2 separate regions of the Hordeum vulgare genome follow, and region 1 is linked to region 2. The links are chromatin contacts, called in public Hi-C maps. All regions are on one chromosome and are shown on one strand. The core of a region is the stretch at or near the end of the contact, and the rest is flanking DNA. Distances in the headings are between cores, read along the strand shown. Region 1 holds the start of LOC123406092. Region 2 holds the start of LOC123406380 (guanine nucleotide exchange factor subunit Rich-like).

Region 1 (2,982 bases), core at 58-2,557, 190 kb after region 2:
GCGGCATGCCCGACGTGCAGCCGGGAGACCCTCCGCCACCCCTGCTCGTCGTTAGCGACGAAGATCAGGAGGCGGAGGCCGCCTACCAGGCGGCGCTTGCAGCTGTTCTCCGCTGGAGCGAGGAGGAAGAGTGGCGCAAGGCCGACGAGGAGGAGGCGACGTACGAGGCGCAACTCGCGGAGGCCATTTCACTGTCCGTCGTCGGCGACTGCGTCGTGCCAGATCGGCCGAAGACCGAGCCGACGAAACCGCCGCGGGAGGTTTACCAAGGACCGGCTGTGTCCGTGAGTGGGTGAGCGCGCCGCTCATCTGGTTGGGCGCGACGCAGCAGCATGAGGAAGCCTACCTCCAGCACTGAAGGGCGCAACACCTCGTGGCGGGGCGCCGAGGCCCGTCGGCAGATGGAGCTGGAGAAGGAGACGGAGGAGGAACGACGGGAGCTGGAGGAGGAAGAGCGCGCCCGTGCTGCGCTGCCACGACCACCAGCACATCCCGCGCCGGCGAGACAGACGACGGAGGCGCAGGTAGCTGCGTTCTGGAACACGGCATTTCCCTGGGCCGGCCCTGCGCCTACGCTGGTTGACCTCACCGGCCCCAACAAGGACGACTACGTGGACGCCTAGTTTATATTTTTTGTTATGTTTAATTAATGTAATGAGACGCGTGGACTCTCGTCAGTCTTCGTGTCCGCCTTTTAATGTATAATTATGTTTGTTTATTATTTTCGTCCTGTTTTTTTTCCACGCATCGTCAAAGATGAATCGGACCAGCGTTGGATGTATGCGCCGACCCAAACGTCGAAGCGGACATTGACGTCTGCCGGGCGATCCAAGCAGACAAAAAAGTGATAAAATGGTCGTTCCGTTGTTAAAGTTGCTCTAACCAGGGTATCCGATCGGCCGTGATCCGATCCGGCCGAGACCTGGTACACGAGTAGCTCCCCAGGGCACCACGGGTCGTACGTAGCGCGCGCGTGACCAAATGCAGGCCACGCCTCCTTGCAGATAGCGTCGAGTAATCAGTAATGCCCGGGTTGACATGCAGTGTAACTCGAGGATAAGATGGAGAATGAGAGAATAACCAAGTAACCCACTGGGGCTTGGGCTTGGGCTGGTTGTTGTTGCTTGCGTGGACACTCCCTGCCGTGTAGGCAACGGACGGCGCGGAAGCACGCACGCAGGAAGCAGGCAAGCAAGAAGAAGGGCAGGCCAGCCCAACGCCAACTGAACCGGAGATCATCGGTTGGCGTGGTGGCAGTAGGATTCTATAAAAACGGAGGTGCGCGTCATCGCCAACGGAACAGAATCACGCCACACGTGCCGGCCCGCCGCGCCTCCACCGCAGAACCCGTGTGGCCCGGCGCCGCGCCTCCCCTCTCTCCCCTCCCCCGCCCATCCGTCCGCGCAAACAAACCACATTCCCTCCATCGCTCCACCACACCACAGGTAGCGCGCCGCACCCGCACGCGCACGGGCGGCCCACCTCCACACGACACGAGCCCATCCCCTTCCCCACCTGAAGCCGACGCCGACGCCGACGAGTCCCGCGCGGATGGCGGCGCCGGCGCCGGCGATGGCCCCCGCGCTGACGGCGTGATACCCGGAGCGAGCGAATATCCCCGCGGCCCGAATCCCCCAGCCAATAACAGCGCCACGCCCTCCCTCACTTCCCCACCGCAAATCCCGAGGACGCCTCCTCCCCCCTCGTCCCTCTCGCATCCCCTCCCCCGCCCCTAAGCGCAACCGCACCGCCGCCCGGAGCCCAGCCGCCCAAGTCGGCTGCCCGCTCGCTCAGCCGACCCCGAGGATCGTACCAGAGGCACGCAGGTACGGACCACCACCACCACCATCACCATCCATCCATCCCCTCACTCACTCCCTCCCTCTCCCTCAACAATCTGCGTGCTGCCTGCTTCTCTCCCGATTATTTTCCCTGTTTTTTTTTCTTTTCCTTTATGCAAGTTCGTTCGTTCGTCCCTTCTTATCCCTTCCGTCTGTTTCGGGAGGAGGCGGAACGAGTTTCCCCCCTTTTCTTTCCTGGCCAAGATCGGCGGGGAATTCCGTTGGCGAATTCTCCGCCCCGCGGGGGAATCATAGCAGCTCAGTCCGTGCAGGTTCTGCTTTCAGATTTCGGATTGGGATTTTGCGGCCAAACCATTCGGCCTTCGCCTTCAGAAGCGCGATCTCGCGCTGCTCCAACGCATTCTTCGCCCGGCCCATTCTTTTTTTCGGGAACGATTCTGTCTCGTCTCTGACGGTAGGCTGATCTGGGGTGTTATTGGTCAAATCCGTGGGGAATTGTCCGATTTCGTTTCTTGATTTCATATGCCCTTATATATTTGTCTGATGGAAGGTGCCAAATCTTTGGTCTGTGGACTAATAATTTTCGTACTGTATTTTTCTATCGACAGGGAAGGGGCTAACAAGAGCAGCTGATTGGAACTGGTGGATTGCAATCGGGTGATGTACTTAGCTCTGTCGCCGATCCAACTCAAGCCAGCTTGATCACGCAGTCTCTGGCACACATGGCGCCCTCTGCTGCCGCTGCGGCCAGCACCGAGTCTGATGGGGCACAGCGCATGGCCAAGTTCCTCTGCAGCTTCGGAGGCAGCATCCTTCCCCGCCCGCTCGACGGCCGTCTCCGTTACGTCGGCGGCGACACCAGGATCGTCATGCTGCCCCGTGACATATCCTACTCCGACCTGGCCGCGCGGATGCGGGAGCTCTATGACGATGCCGATATCATCAAGTACCAGCAGCCTGATGAGGATCTTGATGCACTGGTCTCGGTTGTTAATGATGATGATGTGGTCAACATGATGGAGGAGTATGACAAGCTCATTGCTGCCGGAGAGGGCTTTACTCGGCTCAGGGTCTTCTTGTTCTCGCAGCACCTGGATGATGAGGCTGCATCAGCAGCTGTGCATTACCACGGGGATGAACGGGAGACAGAGAGGAGGTATGTCGATGCGCTTAATAGCCT
Region 2 (2,795 bases), core at 168-2,667:
CTAAATCTGACAGTGAAGGTGGGAGGGAGGGGGAGGTATGAATGGAGTTTGATCTATCGAAACGCAATGGGGACATAATAATATATACACGTGTTACTACTAGTAGTGGGCTGTCAATCACCTATAATCAATCCAAGTCATTACTAGATAGTTGAAGGGACCTTTGCGACAATGCATTCTATGTAAACACGCCTAAGGAATCTATCTAAAGGTTTATAGTCTCCGCGTACCCATACGTAAACTTAAATCACACAAAGACATGACTAGTATTTTTACCTTCTCCATCGAGGGGTCCTAACTTGTATACATTCTTGTGTCTCCAATCACGTCTCGTCAGACCAAACTCCGTTCATACCCCCCTTTCATTGTCAAATTGAGCACCACGACACATACCAACCCACATGTTTATCACCCCCTAGGAAACAACATGGTGTCACAAACACACTTCCATATATACTTGGTATGTCAAAGATACTGTCACGTCGATAAAATATGCGGAAAATCAAGTACAATCTGAGGCAGAGATATGATCCACGACCTAGGGATCGGGCCCCGAGGATTGAGTCCCAACTCCTTTGCGGTTACCACACACGTAAGGTACAAATCCAAGGTAGTTTTCGAAGCCGGCTCAGGCCTGCTATCGGTTTGACACTATCCGTGACTACAATGTCATATGTTATTAGACGGAGTTTCTTGAAAAGATAAAATTAGACAGAGCAAGTTTATACATCGGCTTTTACCGTTTCTTGAGTTCGATGACTAATTTGCTTCCACCTGGACAATATAATTTACCGCATGTGGTTTTCACTCTTGTACCCGATCATTTTTCCCCGAGGGAAAGTACTTGATCTCTTTTATTGTCGATTGAACGAGGCAAATCTTTTTGACCTTGGTTTGAAGTACATCTGGGCATGGACAGCCAGGCCCGGCCGACCCGACCCGAAAATCCCGGGCCCGGCCGGGCTCAGGTCTGAAAAGTAAGCCCGAAGAGCAGACCGAGCCGGGCTCAGGCTTGCAAAACGTATTTTTTAAGTCTAGAACGGGCCGGGCCTGTCGGGCTTTACCAAGCTTTGCATGTTCGGGCTGGGTTCGGGCCCGATTTGTTAGGCCCGACGGCCGGGCCGGGCCGGGCTCGGGCCTGAGTTTTCCCGTTCGGACTTTTTAAAGCCCGGTCCGACCCGGACTATGCCCAGGTTTAGTTTGTAGGAACGGTCCTGTCACGGTGATCCTCCTCCGCTGCCATCGACTTCGCCGTTACATGAAGCGAAATCAGCAGCGATCTGATCTGATGGCCAGGAATCTCCGATCTGATCCCGAAATAAACTAATTGTGTTTGTAGATAAAGAAAAGAAAAAGGGCGAGGGAGCGAAAAGGCAAAACAAAAAAGAAAGAAACCGGTGCGCATCTCCCGCATCGCCTCGCCCCACCAGCCTCCTCCCCCGTCCCTCAGATCTCCCCCGACCCGCGCCGCATCTCGCCCGGCCGGACGACGCCCGCCGGCGAGGGGGGGCCGCTCGCCGCCGCGATGTACATGGCGTACGGGTGGCCGCAGTCGATCCCGCTGGACCCGGGCGAGTCCGACGGCGCGGTCCTCCTCCGCGTCCTCGGCCGCCTCCTCCTCGCCGTCTGCCCCGCCTCGCTCCACCTCTGGTCCGCCTCCCACCACAAGGTCCGCCTCGCCCGCCTCGACCGCTCCCCGGACTCCCTCGCCGCGCACGGCCCCAACGCCGACGCCGTCTGGAGCCCCGACGCCAAGACCGTCGCCGTCCTGGTCAGCCTCTCCCCGCTTGCTCCGCGCCAGCTCCCTCCCTCTCTCTCTTCCGCTCAACGACTCACTTCCATGCGTGTGTGTGTGACTGTGTGTGTGTGCGTGTGCTGTGCGCAGACCTCTTCCTTCTACCTCCACATATACAAGGTGCAGCTCTCGGGGAAGCCGCTGATCGTCGGGGGCAAGCAGCTCCCCGGGCTCTGCCTCGCCGGTCTGTCCCAAGTAATCGTCGAGAAGGTCCCTCTCGCCAATGACATTTCTGTAACGTACGGTATCCGGCCACTGCTCCTTACCCCCAGACACGAGAGCCAACAAAAATTCCTGCTGCGGGGAGCTAATGTGTCAGTATGGTATCATGTTTCAGGAGCAATTTCGCGTGCGACAGCAAGAGCATGCTCCTTGGACTGTCCAATGGGCACTTGCAGGTCGTGTCCTGGAATGCTGAGGTACATGGAAATGCATACTGCTTTTGTTTCTTGTAAGTCGCCCGTTAGAAGCGAAGCGTGTACTTGTGCCATCTTTGCTTCCTACTTGCTATCTTAAGCATGCTGCATGTGTTGTTGTTGTTCTTGCTTGCCAGTTCTCGGACAGCTTCAAGCTTCGTTGCTCCGCATGCTCGCCCGACAAAACTGCTGCCGTTGTAGATGCTTTGGTGTTTGATCCGCCTAGCTTGCGAGGAAATTCTAATGCAAGGCCTGCTCCCTGCTGCACAGGGGATTTTGCTATCGTCCATGTTGAGTTGTCGGTGAAGCTAAGATTGCTAGTTGCTGTGTACTCAGACTGTCAGGTTGCGCTTTGTACGGTTGGCAAGAAGGGATTAAAGCAAACCAGCGGCATCAGGGTAGACAGATGGTTGAACACTGTCGATGCAATGTGTACTTCTGTGGCTTCCGAACAGCAGATTCTTGCCGTCGGGTGCAGCAGAGGTGTTGTTGAATTGTATGACCTGGCTGAGAATGCGCGGCATATACGCACTCTTTCTTTGTTTGACTGGGGGTAAGCCTCTCATACAGATATATGTTTTTTC

Evidence for each region. A called contact is a pair of places that touch in the nucleus more often than the background predicts.
Region 1: a Hi-C map of leaf shows a contact between it and region 2, with 2.0 times the contacts expected there. The contact joins the promoter of LOC123406092 here to the promoter of LOC123406380 in region 2. A contact is called at or near these places in 3 of 6 Hi-C or Micro-C datasets (leaf and seedling).

What each region holds. Positions count from the first base shown.
Region 1 is chr6H:532,194,771-532,197,752 of MorexV3_pseudomolecules_assembly, forward strand. It overlaps LOC123406092, which reads left to right and starts at 1,308. Exons shown (of 10, transcript XR_006612005.1): 1 at 1,308-1,826; 2 at 2,411-2,982.
Region 2 is chr6H:532,005,260-532,008,054 of MorexV3_pseudomolecules_assembly, forward strand. It overlaps LOC123406380 (guanine nucleotide exchange factor subunit Rich-like), which reads left to right and starts at 1,418. Exons shown (of 22, transcript XM_045099888.1): 1 at 1,418-1,771; 2 at 1,886-2,034; 3 at 2,133-2,214; 4 at 2,349-2,764. The coding sequence starts at 1,526.